Regions from separate parts of the Macaca mulatta genome. Here regions 2 and 3 are each linked to region 1. Evidence: chromatin contacts called from public Hi-C data. All regions are on one chromosome and are shown on one strand. The core of a region is the stretch at or near the end of the contact, and the rest is flanking DNA. Distances in the headings are between cores, read along the strand shown.

Region 1 (3,754 bases), core at 683-3,182:
GCCGGCCTGCAATAAATACTAGTTTTATTATCATAATAACCCTGAGGTAGGTATTATCCTTGTTTTACAGAGTTGGGAGTCAGGCTTGGAAAGGTAAAATGACTTGCCTGAGGACATAGAGCTGGTAAGTGCAAGAATCAAATCTGGAACCCAACAGATCTGGCTCTCAGGTCTGTATTGTCAATCTACCACCTTATGGGGCTCTATAAGCCTACTTTTGAGGTTTCCTGGGATTCATCTTATTTAACCACTTCTCACTACATTCCATAGAACAGGGCCTTATAAATGTACATCTAAATCAGACTCAGGATCCTCTCTCTCTAACTTAATTCTGCTTACCATCTACCTGAATGCTGCTGCCACCCTAGCACTGCTCTTGTAAGTCCTGGCTGCCCCGATGACCCGAAATGCCTTTCCTTTCTCCGTGTTTATGTAAATGTAAAAAGCAATTACTGTATTACTAGTAGTACTCGGCCGTGGATGCCATACTGTTTTCTAACACACTGAACTGTTATCGGAAAGCACATAGGACCTCTCAGGACCTGATCTTCCAATCTGTACTCTTCTTCAATCTCAAGCTCTTCATTTGCAAAACAGAAACCATAAGGCCTACCTCCCCGGGTTGCTATGAGAATTGAGGGGGAGGGTAAGTGAGGGGGTGAGTCCTGGAAGGGAGGAAGACACGAGGGAAGGGCAGGGTTCTGGCAAGCAGTAAGTGCTCAACAGATGTTGGTTAATTTGTGCCTGACACAGTCTCCCCCAAAAACTTGCAAGCTCTTTGAAGGCAGGGGCCTTGCCTCATACTTTTTCAGTATTTCTCAAAAGTCCTGGACATCAGAGACACTCCATGGTCATCTAATCACTTCAACACACACACGTTGGTTATCCGGTCAAAGCGGCTATTACGATAAAAACAGACTCTGGGGTGTGACTTCAAATGCTGGCCGCTGACAAGCTGGGCCGTCTGGAAAGTTACTTCACCTCTCTGAGCCTCGGGTCCCTTTTTACAAAATGTTCACGGCAGCGCCCGCTTCACAGGGCTGTGAGGATTACAGAGGCTAATCCGGGTGAGGCGCATCAGCCCCAGCGCCGCCTGCCACGATTCTATCCGGCCCCACACACGCATCGTCCATAGGCGTCCGGCCCCTGCATTCTCGCTTCTCCACGTGGCCGAGGTGCACAACCCAACCCACCGGCCAGTCTCCCCGCCCTCTTACCTGCTCTTCTTTCCCGACTCGTCTTTAATACCCACCAGGCGCCAACCGCCGCGGGCCTGGCTCTGCGGTGGCAAGTTGCATGGGTTCCCCCTTCAGGGCCTCCCGATGAGCCTACGGGGTCAGTTCTATTACTGTCGCCACTTCAGAGGGAGGAAACAGGCCCGGAGGGTTGGGGAACTTTCCGAGGTCACTCAACTGGTGTCAGGCCCGGATTGGAATCCAAACACATCCCAGCCCGTGCCCGGCTCCACAGCGCCGGCCCCCGGCGTCTTCCCGGGTGCCAGCGGCACCCGCATCCATTCAAACGCTGCCCAGTCCCCGCTCCTCAGACGCTTCCCGCTACTCCGCGCGCTCGTCTCCCCCCACCCGTCAGGGTCAGGCCTCTAGGTGACTTTTCCTATTTCTCTGGCAGAAACTGAGGGGTGAGACCGACATTTGTGTTCCGAAGGAGGGCAGGTTGCTTAGAGCTCGTCAGACAAGGACCAACGGGCGAGTCTGGAAGGGTGCGGTAGCTCCGCGTCGCTCTGCAGGGGCGCAGCGCGCGGGTCGGACTGGGACGCCGGTCACGTGGCGGGGAGGGGGGCGCCGGCGCGCGCGGGCGAGCTAGAGGGCGCGCGCGGCTGAGAGCGTGTGGAGATGCGGGCTGCAGTTCGGCTGTCTGTGTGGCGGGGAGGGGGCGGCGGCCGGGAGAAACGACTCCGCCCCCTGTGCGCATGCTCGGGCCCCGGCGGGTTATAAGGCAGCCTCGCCGGCCGGACCAGACAAAGTGGTGAGCTGCTACGTGACTGGATGGCTGCGTAGGTGCTGGAACTAGTAAACGAGGCAGCGAGCGAAGGACGGGAGTCGGACCCTGGGCCCGGTGGAACTCCAGCCCGCGCCACCACGTCACGCACACGCTCGGCGCTGCGATCCGCGCTTATAACGGTTAGTGGGGTAACAGCCGGCGGCACGCGGCGCGGACCCCACGGTGCCCTCGCTTCCCTGGTGGGGTCGGAGGGGACCTCCGGGGTTGGGAGACTTTGTCTCCGGGGGAGGGAGGCGGCCCAGCAGAGGGCATCGTGGTCACAGGCAGTCGCGTGGCCTCGGACTGCAGTGCTGGTGAAGGAGACCTTGAGGCGCTGGGGACAGCGCCTCTCTCAGCCGAGCCGCGGGCCTCGTGGTCATATGCCGGCCCCTGGCCTGGCCGAGGAGTTGGGTCGTAGTGCCCGGTGACGTTGGGGAAGTCCCCTTCCCCTCTAAGTCTTCAATAGGCTCCTCCAGAGACGCTTTGATCTGGAAAAGGGATAACATGAGGCTGCTTCATGTGGTACCTCCAGACTCTCCTGGCCGCTTCTGTTCCAAGGGAAGGGACTCGGGGCAGGAATTATTTATGACTCGTGACATTGTCCGCCCCAACCTTCTTGGCCGACCGATCCTTGCCCCACGTGGTGACTTGCGAGAGTGATGCGGAGAGCCGCATTCCCCACAGCCAAGGCGTGACTGCAGGGTTCGAGTAGACTTTGCGGAGGGGACGGGGCAGCCCGCAGACTTCTGGGAGTGGTGCTGACGGGGGCTCTTTGTCATTCAACCTGTGGCTGCCAGGGTCCGCCGCAGCACCCTTCTACTCATGGACTTAAGGCGGCCCTGTTGAGAGAAATCTGGAGGATAGCGTTTACACTTGGTCCGATGCAAGCTTTTTGTTCCAAGTACGTCTTTTTTTTTTTTTTCCAGCATGCGTTTTAACATTTTATTACTTTGTCGTGACATATTTGATGGAACAAGCAGTTGCCAAAAACTAGTTTGTAATTAATCTAAACCAGGAGACAAACTTGTTACTACTTTAGTCTTTCCTTGGGTTTCCAGTGGCTGATTAGAAACTGGGCTGCTACTGATAACAGTGAAATGTTTACTCGCTACTTTATTTACTGTAACTTACTATAACTTGTTTTGATTTTTTTTTTTCCAAAAATTACTCTGGTTTCAACAATTTTTTTATCTCAACCACCAGCCCAGTGAGGTGATGCCAAGACTATGTATCTTCGGTTTTTTAGTTAGGTGTTAAATAGTACTCATAAACGCAAGTCTTACACCCTGGGGCACAACTTTGCCTTCAGATTGCCATAGAAATGACCAACAATTCAAGATATTTAGCACTTAAAACACGTGGTGAGTAAGATTTATTATTTACACAGAAGTTGAATATATTTCAGTAATTCATTTTGGGTTTAGGTAGATGCTGTTGTTTCATCAGATTGCAGTTACCTTTGTGAAATATGCAAGTTGATCTGAGGAGCATTTTGTAAGATTTTTATAGCTGAATAGATTTGAAGGTTTAGTTGTGCTTAACGGGGTAAACTGTAATGTCCTTAAACAGATTAAAAAGGAAAAAAATCATCACTATAGGATGAAAACAAATGATTAGTGTTTCACTAATTTACATCTTTTAGCCTTTAAATATTAGGGCATATATTAGCCCTGGAAAGGACCCTAATGACCCTGATCAGGATCCCTTGTTTTACCCATAAGGAAACTGAGGCTGGAGGGATTAAGTGATCTAA
Region 2 (3,801 bases), core at 1,084-3,583, 130 kb before region 1:
TCTATTGAAAATACAAAAATTAGGCGGACATACTGGCTTCAGTCTGTAATCCCAGCTACGTGGGAGTCTGAAGCAGGAGAATCACTGGAACCCGGGAGGCAGAGGCTGCAGTGAGCCGAGATCGTGCCACTGCAACTCCAGTCTGGGTGACAGAGCAAGACTCTTTCAAAAAAAAAAAAAAAAAAAAAGTAGGCCAGGTCAGGCTTGGTGGCTCACACCTGTAACCCCAGCACTTTGGGAGGCTGAGGTGGGTGGATCACCTGACATCAGGAGTTTAAGACCAGCCTGGCCAACATGGTGAAACCCCACCTCTACTAAAAATACAAAAAATTAGCCAGGCATGGTAGCGCATGCCTGTAATCCCAGCTGCTTGGGAGGCTGAGGCAGAGAATTGCTTGAACCCAGGAAGCAGAGGTTGCGGTGAGCGAAGGTCACGCCATTGCACTCCAGCCTGGGCAACAAGAGCGAGGCTCCATCTCAAAAAAAAAAACAAAAAAAGTAGGCCACATTCATTGCAATTACAGCTAAATGAATTGTTTTGTCAAATCTGTGCCAGATTTATTGTTATAATCACGTAGCTCTTCCAAGAATGTCTTAGAAAAAGGCACTTGCTGCATAACAAAGAGTCTGCGCTAGGTTTAACTCAGACTACACTGCACACTGATACGAGTTTTTAAATTTGAGTCAATAAAACCAGAATTGACTACAGGTGTCACTACCATAAGACAGAAAGCATCTTATTGGCACTGCAGTTCTATGTTTACTAAAACATTTGGTTATTTATGTTAATTTTCTCAATGACTATATGAGGTAGCTTTCTTTCCTATCTGTGCTAACCTATTGGGAGGCTGAGGCAGAGAATTGCTTGAACCCAGGAAGCAGAGGTTGCGGTGAGCCACCGGGCCTGGCCCAGTGATGACTCTTAACGACTCCATCAGAAATCTGTCAGTTAATAAACGTGTTGCTCAGTTAGTGACGAGAAATAACTGTATGTTAGTGGTTAAGAGGCCCCATAATTGCAACATTTAATATCTGCCGTTGTTCCTAATACCCAGGCTGACTCAGACTGAGGAGCCCTCCAAGTTCCACTGTCTAATAAAGACCTGTCAAAGTGAAAACTCAACAGTGGAGACTCCAGAATGCATTCAACCGTTGTACCTGCTTTACATACATAAATAAACAGAACTGATTTTTGGGTTATTTGCCACAAGAAGATGCCTGAAAACAAGGCATCAAATGGTTTTGGAAAAAATACTCCTCTTTACAGTTAAGTTTAAATTAGATCAAGAATGCTACTTACAAAGATGTTCTGAATTAGTACAGGATCTCCTGATTCATCATAATGAACTTTTCAACCCTGTTAAGTATCAAAACTGCAGCACAAAATCAGCCAACATGCGAACTAAGGACAAAAGACAGTTCATAGGTCTTTGGAGATCATGGTTATAAAATCACGTGCCTGAGGACCACTAAGTCTGAGGTACACACCAAATAATGCAGCTCAAAGTAAGCAGAAAGCACTGTTCCGTGCTCAACCCACCCCCACCAACCATCCAAAGTCCATGCTGGTGCCCAGGACCCGTGAGTCCTTATCATTAAATATCCCCGCCCCAATTCCTCCCCAACTGAGGAAATCACAGACTCCTTGGCCCCAAGAATCTTAACTCTGGTCTTCATCATAAATGTCTCCAGAAACCTTAACACCGGCTTTTTCAGGCTACCACCACCTAAAACAAAGTTCATAACATCCTGAGGGCAGTTTCCTTCAGGGCTTAGGCTCTCGACCACGCCCTCCCACCAGACAGGCCTGTCTCCCTCCTGCCTGCCCCTATGGAAGGAAAGCTCCCCCTCCTTTTGGTCACTCTGCCTGGCCACTCTACTCACAGGATAGCGGTGTCGGGGGGCAGCAGGCCCGACAGCGCCCTCCAGCTCGGTGCGGGCAGTTTCCTGCGACTGCAGTCCAGGAGAGGAATGCGGCAGGAGCAGGGCGCGGGGCAGAGACCTGCTCCGGCGGCGGGCAACAGGAGGAGAGCGCTCTGGGCGAGGAAGAGTAACCGGGAAAGCAATCCAGATCGACACCCCAGCAACTGCTCCTCCGGGATGCCTAGGGGCGCGGGCGCCATTTTCCCCCTCGACCTGGACCTGGCCTAGATGAGCTGCCTGCTAGAAAAGGAGGATCGGCGGAGAAGCTCAGCAGAGATGCTCAGCGGCTGCACTGTCTCCCCAAGCCCCGGCTGAGGGCTGTACCATCTAAAGGCATGCAAGGAGCAGATGCAGCGCGACAGCGGGGGCGACGGCCTGGGACACACCGCTGAGGCCTGACGGGGCTCCTCCGCCCCGCCCCACGACGCTACGCCCTCACGCACAGGGGTCAGCCAATCGGTGCCATAAGACGAGGTTGCGTCCGGGGCGGAACTGAGTGAGGGGCGGGGCCAGACGCAGCCGAGATTCTTTAGGAGGAGGACTTTAAGGTGTTCAGGGACTTTAGGTGTCGCTGTGGAATTCCGCCGCTGTTCTTCCGCTGCAGGGCGCAGTAGTTCCTTAAGAGGGAATGGTGCGGCAAATCGCTGTGAGTTCAAAGTCCTGACTACAGGTCTATCTACTATAGTTGTAGAAAAGGATCTTTTATTTGCTCTGGGCTTTAAGAAAGCGGAGTGGCAGAAGGGCTACCTTCCAAGTCGCAGACACGAATGAGTCACGGGAGTTTCTATCCTGGCTTTGGCCAGCTCGTCCTCCAGAGCCGAGCTCGAGTCTCTTCTGCCCTCTGCTGCTTGACTGTAGCCCCTGCTCTTCTGCAAGTAGGCGGCAACTCCCACTTGCATGTGATCAGTATCACTCTGTTAATGGCCGTGTAAGCTCCTGAAAACAGAGGCTCCGTTTCTTCATCGGTGCGCCTCCACCTTTTGATCTAGCTTGGAGTTCAATAAATTTTGGTGGGACTGCACCTGCTTGTCTATATAAGGGAAACACCCTTCTGTTTGGAGGGATGCTGTCATGGTCACTCTCAGAAAAGCAAGCGAGACAAGTAAAGAGGGTGTTGAGCAGTCAACAAAGCAAAGACTGGATGTGAGGAAATTTATTTCTCCTAAAGCAGAGGCTATGGAAAACTTACTAGGAACAGTGAAGTCTGACCACCTTAAGACTTTGAGAATAATAGTAATGGTTCACTTATATGTAGGGAACTTTTCAAAGGGCATTTGCTCTGTTACCTTGTTTGCTCCTTCAATGACAGTGACATTGGCAAGACAATTATTGCTGATGATGAAACAAGCCCAAAGAGATTAAACCAGGTTACTCTGAGGCAGGGGCAGGTTCGACATTAACATGGGTTTTCTGACATAAATTGAAAATCTGAGCAGGTTAAAAAGAATGATAATGCCTAGATTAGGGTTCTCTTAGAAAGTAACTGAAAGCAATCTTTGCCATGGCAGATTATGGAGTCATAATTATGTTTTTAAAAACCTTTTTCTGTTTTTTTTTTTTTAATATTGAAGTATCTATTGGAAACAAGGCCATATCCAATGCTCCAGCCCAAACCAAACATTTAAAGCCAAGACAGCAGAATGAAACGTACTCTTAACCTCCTTCCCTTAGCTGTTGAGCAGACTTAACAAACTCTGGTAAGAAATCCAGCACAGGCAGGAACCCCACCAAAAAAAAAAAAAAAAAGGAGGCAGTTTAGTTCCTTTCTGCATTATAGTTTCAGAGCTTTCCTATGAAACTATACCAAATGGGGCCATTAGAAATTAATGCTTTCTAGCCTGTATCCTCCCCAATAAGTGGTTCACTGCAACCTCCGCC
Region 3 (3,367 bases), core at 123-2,622, 230 kb after region 1:
GGACAGTAGTAGGCTATGAATGGTCCCTATGGATGATAACTGTGAATACCAACATGGGAACTAAACTCTGAGACCTAGTTTCTTGTTTCCCTTCCTTCCTTTCTTCCTTCCTTCCTTCCTACTTTCCTTCTTTCCTTCCTTCTTTCCTTCCTTCCTTCTTTCATTCTTTTTCCTTTCTTTTTTATTTTTATTTTTTGTGGGGGGCCAGGGTCTCATCACTCTGTCACCCAGATCTTGGTTCATTGTAATCTCCACCTCCTGGGCTCAAATGATTCTCCCATGTCATCCTACTGAGTAGCTGGGACTATAGGCGTAGTCTGTAGTGCACTACCAAGCCAGGGTTTATTTTTTGTATTTTTTGTAGAGACAGGGTTTTGCTATGTTGCCCAGGCTGGTCTTGAACTCCTGGACTCAACTGATCCATCCACCATGGCCTCCCAAAGTGCTGGGATTACAGGCGTGAGCCACGACTCCTGGCCTGAGACCCAGTTTCTTTATCAGAAAAATTGTAATGTAATTAATTGCAACTGAATAATTCTTTACAGGGATCTATTCTGGATGCGAAAGTATTAGACAAATGAGAGGGAGTTGTGTTCTGTGAATTGGAAGGAACTTTCCTCTTAGTTTAAGAGGCCTTTGGGTTTGGGGTGATGTGAAGGGGAGAGACAAGACAGAAGATGACCAGTTCTGGGCCCTGAGCCACCAACGTGGCCTGAGATAAAGGGGCCTGTCTTGAGGCTGTCCAGTCCCCCTCCTTGGCTCAAGCTTCACGCTCCCCCGGCAGGGCCAGTCACTGAGCAGAGTCTCGCTCTTCACAGAGAAAAACATCCCACAAGTCTGCTTCTTCGTACCCCACCCCCTTTTCCCTCTCACTTTCCGCTGCCTGAGGGATGAGTAGAGGTGATAACCTCACCAGGTTCTGGGACAGTCTGAGGATGGAGGAGGCATAATGATGTCAGGAATAGGAGGTGAGAGGTTCAGAGAGAGGGGAGCCTTAGGATGAGGCCATGGCTGGGGGCTGTTCTGGAGCTGCAGGGAGCTGTCATCCCCTGCTGGTCATCTGGTGCTGGGGCTGGGGGGTCTCTGGGCTTACCTCTGCGGACCTCTTGCAGCCACACCATGGTGCTAGAAAGGGCAGGGAATAGGAAGCTGGGTGACACCAAGAAGCGGTAAGTAAACTGTCCCAGAAACACTGAATAATAAAAAACAACCAGGAGTTATATTTGTTTCTTCAGTTGCTGGCTTGCTGCTGCTGTTATTTATCTGAGAGTTGGTTTCAGTTTTTCTCAAATAGCAGGGGAAAACCTATAGAAGCAGGTTGTTCTTTGTCCCTGTCTGCCTTTGCTGCTCTGTTTGCCTTGGGGTCTGTTTTTTGTTTTTTTTTTTCTCTCCTGTGACTTCTTTTCCTCTGGCTGTCTGCCCAAAGCTCAGGTGCAACATAGCAGGCACAGTAAGTCTACCAACCTGAATGACCACTGTGGGATCTTTATTTGGAAGATGCCAAGAAAGTCATCCCTTCTGGGGACACAGTTTAGCCTGGGGAACAGAGTGGGATGTGGTCAGGAAACACATGGCCGACAGAGCCCAGAAAAGTTCCAGCCGTGAACTGGATGTAGTAGTCCCTAATGGCTACCTCCAACTTTCACCATGGCCACAACAGCCTTGTCCCCATTTGAGATGTGTGGGTGGGTGGTGTCTGTGGATACCCAGTGATCAACTTTCTGATAGGAGATTTAGAGACAGAGCTCTTGTGGCATCAGGTCAGTATCACCCTCTCCTAGAGGGGAGAAATTAGGAAGAACAGGCAGCCAACCAGTCGCTGGGCTCGGTCCTGGTCTTCCAGCGAGTGGGCTTTTACTCTTCTTAGACAAAGGCTTAGCCTGGCCTCTGTCTCCCCCTGGCGGCAGACATAGAACTTGCTTAGCATTCCCGGACAGCTCTCAGCCCTGGCCCCAAGAGAAGGATGGGAGGGGAGGAACCCCCACTCCTCTCTCTGCCATTGATCTCTTTTCTAGCCCTTCCTCCCTGATCCGGAGAACTAAGCTTGCTTCTTAAGACAGAGCAGGTTTGAATGGCAGGAGGCAGACATAGGTGTGAATCTTTCACTGACTGTGTGACCTCTTGGGGCAAGTCACGGTAAAATGACAAGAAGCGTCCGGTCCTGCCTCATCCATGAAACTGATAGAAAAAAACCCACCTTGAAGGATTGGTGTGCAGGATAAATAACCTAATAATGTATGGAACGTGCTTTATAAAGAGCCTAGTAGGCAGTACGTCTTCAACAAATAGTATTTGTTATGTTGTTTTTATCCTATTAATAGCTAGTCCTGCTGTGATCAGGGAAGGTCTACATTGTGGGAAAGACCTGGGTTCTGAGAGAGAAAGGAGGGTGGGAGTGGCACCCTCTAGATCCCTCTAGAGGGATCTAGAGGTGGTCTTCATGGGGAACAGCGCATCAGGAGCCCAGGAATCTACCCCGGCTCCTGATTCCGGGGTGGTCGGCTGCAGCCTGGTTATTATCCCCGCACCCCCACCCGGTACCAGCTTGCCCGCTCTCGCTCCAGCAGCCCCATCCAGAGGTGGTGTCACACCTGGCGCCTCATACCAGCGGCTCCGAAGCTCCTATTTTGCTCTGAGGTCATTAGCTCCATGGCTCTCTGGGCAGGCTGGCCACACCGAACCAAGAGCGAGGAGACCGCACCCCCTTGTCCCTCAGCCCCTGTCACAATGGAGACGTTCTAGCTGATGTCTAATCTAGCGCACGGCTGAAATAAGGTTTCCTTCTCTCCGCCCCCTTCCCACAGCAACAGAACCTACCCCTAAGAAACGGAGGCGGGGCCAAGCCGAAATGGGGCGGGGCAGAGGCCGGGGGTCCGTGCGCCCGTTCCTGGGGTGGCCCAGAGCAAGGGCAAGTTTCGCCCGGGACCCGCCCAGCTGGCCGGGAGCCAGTAGCCGGGAAGGGCCGGCTGGCGCGAGCACCGCCCACCCCGAGTCCTGGGGGCGGGGCCTGGGCGGGGGCGGGGCCGCGGCCGAGGGCGGGGCAGGGAGGCAGCATGCTAAACCGGGTGCGCTCGGCCGTGGCGCACCTGGTGAGCTCTGGGGGCGCTCCGCCTCCGCGCCCCAAATCCCCGGACCTGCCCAACGCCGCCTCGGCGCCGCCCGCTGCCGCTCCAGAAGCGCCCAGGAGCCCTCCTGCGAAGGCTGGGAGCGGGAGCGCGACGCCCGCGAAGGCTGTTGAGACTCGAGCGAGCTTCTCCAGACCGACCTTTCTGCAGCTGAGCCCCGGGGGGCTGCGACGCGCGGATGACCACGCGGGCCGGGCTGTGCAAAGCCCCCCGGACACGGGCCGCCGCCTGCCCTGGAGCAC

Evidence for each region. A called contact is a pair of places that touch in the nucleus more often than the background predicts.
Region 2: a contact with region 1 is called in a Hi-C map of fetal cortex germinal zone, with 3 times the contacts expected there. The contact joins the promoter of LRIG2 here to the promoter of SLC16A1 in region 1. A contact is called at or near these places in 2 of 14 Hi-C or Micro-C datasets (fetal cortex germinal zone and fetal cortical plate).
Region 3: a contact with region 1 is called in a Hi-C map of fetal cortex germinal zone, with 2.4 times the contacts expected there. The contact joins the promoter of PPM1J here to the promoter of SLC16A1 in region 1. A contact is called at or near these places in 2 of 14 Hi-C or Micro-C datasets (fetal cortex germinal zone and liver).

Annotation. Positions count from the first base shown.
Region 1 is chr1:127,314,259-127,318,012 of T2T-MMU8v2.0, forward strand. It overlaps SLC16A1 (solute carrier family 16 member 1), which reads left to right and starts at 1,933. Exons shown (of 5, transcript NM_001257704.1): 1 at 1,933-2,141. It overlaps LOC107000324 (a long non-coding RNA gene), which reads right to left and starts at 1,770. Exons shown (of 4, transcript XR_001447383.3): 1 at 1,218-1,770.
Region 2 is chr1:127,185,177-127,188,977 of T2T-MMU8v2.0, forward strand. LRIG2 (leucine rich repeats and immunoglobulin like domains 2) reads right to left here and starts at 2,334. Exons shown (of 19, transcript XM_077950988.1): 1 at 1,885-2,334; 2 at 1,301-1,402.
Region 3 is chr1:127,542,209-127,545,575 of T2T-MMU8v2.0, forward strand. It overlaps PPM1J (protein phosphatase, Mg2+/Mn2+ dependent 1J), which reads left to right and starts at 1,373. Exons shown (of 10, transcript XM_015148456.3): 1 at 1,373-3,367. The coding sequence starts at 3,054.